Linked DNA regions of Mus musculus: region 2 is linked to region 1. A link is a contact called in public promoter capture Hi-C data. All regions are on one chromosome and are shown on one strand. Each heading gives the region's core, a stretch centred on a gene start, on an enhancer-like site or on the middle of the called end of the contact. The rest is flanking DNA. Distances are from core to core; before and after follow the strand shown.

Evidence for each region. Promoter capture Hi-C pulls out the DNA fragments that hold promoters and counts their contacts.
Region 2: a contact with region 1 is called in a promoter capture Hi-C map of liver, with 4 times the contacts expected there. The contact joins the promoter of Cert1 here to the promoter of Tbca in region 1. A contact is called at or near these places in 1 of 39 promoter capture datasets (liver) and 1 of 115 datasets of contacts at active chromatin or transcription factors (thymic regulatory T cells).

The regions. Positions count from the first base shown.
Region 1 is chr13:94,787,204-94,791,320 of GRCm38.p6, reverse strand. Tbca (tubulin cofactor A) reads right to left here and starts at 2,401. Exons shown (of 4, transcript NM_009321.3): 1 at 2,319-2,401. The coding sequence starts at 2,371.
Region 2 is chr13:96,540,943-96,545,425 of GRCm38.p6, reverse strand. Cert1 (ceramide transporter 1) reads right to left here and starts at 2,691. Exons shown (of 18, transcript NM_023420.2): 1 at 2,167-2,691. The coding sequence starts at 2,262. It overlaps Polk (polymerase (DNA directed), kappa), which reads left to right and starts at 2,847. Exons shown (of 15, transcript NM_012048.3): 1 at 2,847-3,099.

The DNA.
Region 1 (4,117 bases), core at 1,152-3,651:
AGAGAGTGAACTCCTGAAGACTGTCCTCTGACTTCCATACCTGTGCTTTGGCATAGGCACCCCCCACCCCATACAGAGTAAATAAATAAATGCAAGTTTTATAAAATACAACAAACCCAATGAGCAGAAAGAATCCCTTTCATAAAACCAAGAACATTCTTGAATCATGAAACTAAGAAGTCTTTGGAACTAAATCTGGAGAAGGAAAAGCAGCACGCCCTTTAAGCTCTTGGGCCCAAGATCATTCTTCCCCAACAATTAATGTCTGCCTCATTTATGCTCCCCTTTGGATGAGATAAAATGTAGAATTCCGCCTTAGTCTATTAACACAGAAGACAATCACAGTAAAATAAGTTTTCAGGAAAAAATAAAGAAGTAATGTTTATGGATGTAGATATTATACAGCAAGATAAAATGCAGGTAATCAACAAGTGAAATACAAATTTTAAGTTTAAAAGTGTATGTCCCTGTTTTACAGTATGCAAGAAGAAATGCTACACCTCATGTCAACAAAGGGCCAGGGAAGATGCGTATGATACACATTCATTTAATAAGCAACTTGAGATTATGGTAAATTATGAGTTTCATGAAAATTATTAACTTATTGAAATATGAATACCAAAAGTAAACTTTGATAATGTCCTATTAATCTACCCAGAAAACTTTATCTACTTCTGTGCAGTTTATGTAGGCATCTGAGAATTTGTCAATGTCTCACAAGCTAGTTCTTAATTACTTAAAGGACGTTTCTCTAGCATATGTATGGTTAGGCTATAACTACTTGAACTAAATAAATTTATAGAATAGATCAAGAGGGTGATAAAATCAACAACATATTAATGGGAAAACATTTAGAAATGTTTTCTCATGATATTTACTTTAAAGCAGTCTCTTATACCTCCGGGTTCTTTTCTGCAAAATAGACAATATGCTAAAGGAAATGACACAGCCAAGGAAAGTCTGGCAAAAGAGAAGAAACGTGTGGGCTGAGGGACAGCGCGGATTACTTACTGTATGCTATAGATCTCATATTCCCCTCCTGTGTTATCACACAGTCTAATGCTCTATCACCGCATCCCAGCTGGAGCCAGGATCCTTGTTTCATTTGCTTGCTCTGCTACTAACCTGAAGTGTGACTTCAGCCACATTCTGAAAACTGCACTCATAAACATGTACTGAGCAAAACCTATATGGTGTATCTTATTTATTTGAATCACACTGTATCAAAAATGTAGCAGGTATTTCTTCCAAAAACTGAATTCAGGGAGAATTTGGACTCTATCTTCCAAATTCAGTAAGAAGAGGCACAGTACAACGATGAAATATGTTCCAGAATACATAAAACCAGATTTGAAGTCAGGCACAATTCAGAACCGACTGTCTATCCCCCCCACCTTCACCCCCGCCCCGCCCCCCTACCATACCCTAGCTGCCTTTGTAATAAAAGCTTCCAAAGTACCGTTCGAAGTACTAAAACTCGGGCAGTATCTCTAAAAGTGATTCTCTCCTCTATGGGTTGACCTCCCTCTGATGGAATATCAATAAACGGTGGAGAGATGGAGCAACAGGAAAAAAAGCTATTTCCCCTGCAGAACGATCTGCTTCGTAAGGAGGCTGTGTATCTTTTCCCTTGGAATGTTTCGGTATGATCAGCTTGGGTCTGAACAAAACTAGTTCTAATGAGCACTGCAATATGTACAGTCGGGAGTCAAGGCAAGTCACAAGACTGGCCTGGCCTATTCCTGGGAGGCAGCAGCCCACAGCTCCGGGGCGAGCTTCGGGGAAGAAGTTTGCAGAGGTGCTCACGTTCAAGCCCCAGTTCCCAAACTCTGGAAGTGAGCCATGTCAGAGGCCAGGGCCCCGCCATTGTGTATTCTGAGTGAGGCCCATGATCTCAGCGTCCCTTAAACTTGAGCGCTGTCCAGTCCACCTGAGGCCAGGCCAGGGCGGACTCCGCCTCCCTACTGCAAAGTTCAGGGAGCCGGCGCCCCGCACGCACAGGCCGAGGCCCTCCAGGCACAGGTCGCCCTCCTCTTCCTCCTCCTCCCGGCCTACGAGCGCGGAGGACGCCTCCGAGCCTCGCACGGAAGGCGGCCAGGCCAGCGCCGAGGTCGCGCCGAGCCCTGCACGGAGGGCGGCAGGGCCAGCGCCGAGGGCGGCTCCCTGCCAGCGCCAGCCTAGGCGTGTGCGGGCCCCTCGCATCCCGCCCGCCGAGGCCTGGAAGCCGCGCCCGCATCGGGCCTACGCTCCGCCCGGCTTCCCCGGCGGTGAGAAGGGAAGAGCGAGCGTCAGCCGCGGAGCCGCCGGCCGTTCCTTACCGCCTCACTACTCCGGTCTTGATCTTGATCTGCCTCACGCGAGGATCGGCCATGGTCCCTAAGGCGCCGCAGGAAGGAGAGGCGGGGCTGCGCGGCGCGCCGGCGCAGAAGGGGCGGTGGAGTGGGCGTGGAGCCCAGAGTGCGCGCATGCGTACCTGGAGAGCCCGACCCCGCCTCGCCTCCCGACTCTTACCTGGAATCCTTGCATCTAGACTGCTGGTACCTAGAGCTGGAGACTCTCAAAGCCCTATACCAGCTGCTTCTCCCTGGTGCTTGGACAGGATTTGTACACAAGCTGCACTTTTATTTTCTCAGTCTCCATAGCCTGAGTTAAGAAACTTTCTGTTCCTGAGAAAGTGAACAGGATTAGCTGCTTAATGGACAGTGTGACTTAGAAACTATTAACAAGGATAATTTTTGTTTTCACTGTCTGTTGTCAAATGGAGAAAGAGATCTGTGTTTGATGAAATAAAATACCATAATGCAGACAGTCAAAAGAAATTTTTAATTTTAATTTAATTTTTTTTTTTACATTCCAATCCATGCCCCCTCTTCCGGTTCCCTTTCTCCATATAGTCCCTTCCCTTTCCAGAGTGTTACTTATGTAAATTGTCTTGTGATGTTTGAGTTTATGGAGAGAGGACTCTGGGAGTAAGGAGGTTCCTCTTGTCCTAAATTTTAGCAAGTTTGTTTCAAGTGTCCAGCAAGACTCCCCGTCCTGAGACATGCTGGCCCCCTACCCCTGAGACAGGGAGAAAACAGTACAGCATTGCACCTTCTTGGCCTAGAGGGGAGCAGCCCTTTCCTCCTAGCCTGATGGCCTGAGACCAATCTGCAGGACTCAAAAGTGGTAGAGTGTAAGAACCAGCTCTCGCAAGTTGTCCTTTGACCTCTGCAAGTTCACTGTGGCTTGCAAATATACACAGAAGTGTATGAAATAAACGCTTGGTTTTTGTTTTTTAAGTTGTGTAAAAGTATGCCTACACTGGCAACAAAATGGCAGAATCCCATCCACAGAGAGAATCTCTGACTGGGGGACTCCGAGGGACTTCTCCAGTGCTTTGTGCAGGGTGTTGTAAGAACCTGTTTCGATGGTGTCATCTATCCGCTCCCTGCTATTTATTTGTTCATCTCCTTTTTCTTGCTACACACTTAATGGACTCAGTCATTTGAGAGCAAATGACTAGCCACCTATCTCACATGTGGAGTTCTATCCTTTAGCGAACACAGGACCCCGGCACTCAACCTCCTTGAAGAGCCCTAAGAAATAATGCCCACGTCACGTGACAGGTGTATAGAGGGTGGCATTCAGCACAATGCCTAAACACAGCAGACATGGGACAACTTTTGACTCCACCATATTTTCCAAGATACAATTTGCATAGAACAAGGCACCCTGAACTGTGTTCTAGAGTCTCTTCCTGTTGAAGCACCCCTACAACCCCCAAGGAATTGAGGCATGGCCTCCATTGCGTCCTCATTTCTTGGTTCTGTTCTTCACTTGATGCTCTTGGCCTCTCCTGACCCTTAGTTCAGTTCTCATCTTCATGGCTGGCTCTGGAACATCCTTCAGTCTTGTCAGAGCAGAGCTCCAGGTATAAATCCAGTCTCAAAACCTAGCTCCCACGGAAAGACTCCCAATGCTGCCCCTGCCTGTGCAGTTCTCCAGGAATACATTGATCCCTTGCATTCTGTGTATATTTGTTTGAAAACAATTTGGTTTGAGTTCTTTACAAGGGCTGTTCCCACCCCTTTAGCTGCAGTATAAGCATGTTAAGAGGCAAGAATCCTGTCTTTCA
Region 2 (4,483 bases), core at 1,442-3,941, 1.8 Mb before region 1:
CAGTCAAAATTAAAACAACTCCCCTTTCACGGACATAGCCAAATAGGATCCTACTTTAAAAATGATTTTGCGAGACAAAGCCTTTTGTAGATAGGTAGGTTGGTTGGCTTGAAACTTGCAATCCTCCTGTTTCAGCAACCTAGGTGCTAGGATTAAGTAAACACAACTCTGTCATGTCCCAGGTTCAGATTCACATTATACTTCATACACTGCTCTGTACAATAGTAGGTCACAGAGCTTATGACTTTTTATTAATTGGTCATTACAATCGTTCAACATCCAAAAAGTGATGATCAACAAGTCAAAAATAAGCCGGGCATCAGAGGTCCACACCTTTAATCCCAGCATTAGGGAAGCAGAGGCAGGTGGATCTCTGTGAGTTTAAGGCCGGCCTGGTCTACAAAGTGAGTTCTAGGACAGCTATTGCTAGACAGCGGAAACCCTGTCTCAAACAAACAAGTCAAAAGTGTAACTTGCTTCATAAAATACTTGAACAAAAAACTAATACGGCAGTCTGGTTCTCATCTAATGACAATGAATTGAGACTATCAAAATCAGGAGAGACAAAGAACCCATTTTATAACCATTTGAAAATGCAAATGTGGGGCTGGAGAGAAGGCTCAGTGGTTAAGAGTACTGACTGCTCTTCTGAAGGTCCTGAGTTCAAATCCCAGCAACCACATGGTGGCTCATAACCACCCGTAATGAGATCTGGCGCCCTCTTCTGGTATGTTTGAAGACAGCTACAGTGTTCTTATGTGTAATAATAAATAAATCTTTAATAAATAAACAAATCTTAAAAAGAGAAAATGCAAATGTATTACACAATGTGTTTAGTAGATTCTTAAATTATAAAGATGCAATACTGAAACCATCACAATAAAATTTCAAAAATAATCACAGAATTAAATACAACATAATTTTCTACTATGTAAATAAAAGTTAACACTTGGAAGCCTTGCATCTGGCATTCTTAAGTCTATCCCAGGCCTTTTCAATCTAGGACACTGTAGATACTTTAATAGCCTAAATTTCAGACAATTCCAGAAATGATGTTCAAGAACACTAGAAGCAGAATGATTTCTTAATGGGCATTAGCACATGACTTAGTATCTTATGACCAGCTTGTTAAGGGACCAGCCCTGATTCTCCCTCTGGAAACTAACTGCTTGCTCTAAGCATTTCTTAAAGTTTAACAGGAAAGGACTGGGAAGTCATAAAGACTGAGTCTTCCCACAACAAAAACGTAAAATACAACACACTGTGAAATATTAACAAGATCACTTATTTCCAGCCCTATAAATTCTATCTAGGCTTAAAGGAAAGAAAGAAAGAAAGAAAGAAAGAAAGAAAGAAAGAAAGAAAGCTGAAACGGTGCTTTTAAAAGTACAGAGGCAAAACAAAACAAAAAATGTCTTTCCTTTCTGTACAAATACTGCATTACTAAATAACGCTCCTTTTCCTGAACTAAAGGTCGGTCTTCCTTCTGACACGTTCCAACTTACTATTAATATTTCTTATCCACAGCTTGCCAATTCAATAGCTCTTTTCTGAACTTGGACAAGGAGGGGGTAAGGTACAAAAGTGCCGCACACGCTTCCTACACCAAAGATCACTCACACCTCAAAGTTTACTATCTCAGATTTCAAGGCCAAACCCAGTCAACTGGTTTGCCTAAGTTACACCAATTAAGAGCCGAACAGCACCTGCCCCCATTCTGGTAGGGGCCTCCAAAATACAGTCTGAAAGGTCGATTTCACCGCCCTCCTGCCCAGCACTTCTTCAGACACCACGGGTTGCCCAACCCAGATTCCTACACCCCAGACAGCTGCGGCCTTGGGTTCCAAGTTACCAGATGCACCTTGCCTCCCGAACTAGATCACGGATTTAATACAAGCTTTCCAAGGTCCTCCGCCAAAGCTGACAGGATCCAGGAATTGGGGGGCTAGCGGTAAGGACAGTCCCAAGCACCTCCTATCCCATCCCTGGCCAGGCACTCATTCCAAGACGACCTTTCGGCCCCGCACCCCAGCACATTCCGCAGCCCCCGCCCCGGGACAGTCGGTGCCTCCAGTCCAGCCCCACCCCAGGTCCCGAGCGGCTCCCCCTCGCCTCGCGGCAGGTGAGTCCCGGCAGCGGATCCACGGTCCCCGCGGGGCAGCTCACCTTGCTGAGGACCCCGCAGCGCTCCACAGGCGGCCCGGACTCCGTCTCCGGATCCTCCTCCGAGCCCGACGAGTTCCAGCTCTGGTTATCCGACATGGAGACGCGACAGCCGAGCAGGAGACCGGCCCCCGCTCCGCGAGCTGCGCCAGTGCAGGCGCCTAGTCCCTGGGGTGAAGGGTCGGGGGATGGCACCGCCAAGAGAGCCCGCTCCGGGGAGTGAGGGAACAGGAAGAGGGACGAAGCGCGCCCGCCGCGCCGCCGCCGCCGCGCCTGACACCGAGCGGACCGGGGAAGGAGGACGAGCGGCGAAGAAAGCCTGCCCTTCCAGCCGTCAGCCGCCGTGGCCGTGACCCCTGCGCTGCGCCCGGCGCCGCCACCTGAACTCGGCCCCCTAGATGCCAACCTCAGTCAGGGAGGGAGGAGGGGAGGAAGACGGGAAGAGCCAAGCCAACGGCAGAGACCCAGATCCACTCACTCACACCTCCGCTACAGCCGCCATCTTCCTGCCGGGTCCACTATTTACCCTCCCTCCTCTCTCAGCTCCCTCCCCTCCGTCCTCCCATCCTCCCTCCACCCCGCCCCGGGCCCCTCCCGGCGGCTCGCGACGCTCCCTACCTCCGGCCCTCCCGGGTGACGACGGGTAGGGAAGGAGGCGGAGCCGGGAGAGGAGAAAGCTGAACAGGGAAGCCGCTGCGCTGCATTCTGGGAAGGCTGGCGCTCCGTCCGCCGCGCAGCCTCCTGGGAGTTGTAGTCGCAATCCTAGGCAACTGGTGTGTGTCCTGGGCGCGCCTAAAGGCTGGTTGCCTAGGGGAACCTTCTGAAGGCAAGTGGGCTTCTTTTGAGAGTTGCGTGCCCCTTTCCGTCCAGCCTGGCTTCCGATTCTGCCTTGCGTGTTTGTGACGAGCCAGCGAGCCGGGACGTGAGAACCCTCAGGTGAGGATGGTGGGCTGTGCGACGCTGCTTTCCGGAAAGCCCGGGAACATCTTTGCAACTTGCCTGGGCAAAAATGATAGGGACTCCGTCGCTTCACTCAGGTTAGGAGTTTATGATCTCTCCAGTCGCAAACTGAAGATTTGCTTCCTCTCTAAAACCGTCACTGTTAATTCCGAAGGACTACTGTCTATGTCTTCGGAAGTAGACTTAATATTTGACGTTTACTGCTGTTGGAGGAAGAATTCCTTCAGACTATTTTCTCACTGTTAATTTATAGAATTTTTATCTCGTGCAATTAATGTTGAGGTTGTCAGAGAACAAATAACGTTTAAAGAACTTCTTAAAAAGGAAATTAGGGTCATATTATATCCTGAAGTTTTCTCTTAGTTGTGAACAAGTATCTCCCCGGAGACCCATGTTAACCATCTTTTTCCTCCCCGGAAGACAGGATAACTTGGATAGAAACTTTCTATCATTAAGATCAAAATGCGAGTTTTACTAAATAATAAGGAATTAGGCAATAGGTAGCTATCAAATTCCTGATCATTTCCAACTTTGAAATTCCTTATTTAACTGCAGAAAGAATTTCTACCTGCTACCCAGATGGAAAAGTAAGAAATTTTGAGTGTTTGGGGGTAGGGTGGGGTGTTAAGGCACAATGACTAAGAAAAAACAAACAAACAAAACAAACAAAAACTCTGGGAGCAATCGAAGAGTCCTACACTCCACATGACAGGAAGTAGCCCTGAGAAGTTCTTGTGTAGAAGCATTCCTGGAGACTAAATGCAGTAGAATCTAAGTCTACTGTATGTCAGATACAAATGATTTTCCATCGTAAAATCATGACAAACATAACTGAAAGATATTCAAATGAATAAAACCTTAAGAGATAAAGATTTTAAGAATACCTTATCAGGGTGTTAAAACATAGCCCAAGGAGATATATGTACACACACACACACACACACACAGAGAGAGAGAGAGAGAGAGAGAGAGAAGAGGGCAAACCACTTTGTAAATTACAAGAGTATGCATTTAGATAGTTTGCTTTGCTTACTAAGTCAGATATGAATAGAATTTCTGATTCTTGTGCTAGGTTTTAGAATCACTGCTCTTAAAGAAAGTGGTTGTAAATATTGAGGAACTCACCTCACAATGCAATTTAGAATCACAGAAACAGTGTTATGTTTAATTTCTAAAAAGAACCTTCAATTTATTTGGTGACTCATTTAGGTTTTGAGTAATTGTGACCACCAACACCCAGCTCCTGCTTGCTCAGTTGAAAATTGCTTCCTTGTATTTAGTGTTAATGTTTGAGAAATTGCCTCCGTTGCATGGGTCCTTTGTACTAGAGGCTAAGATATTTTAAGTACAGGAAGATTTT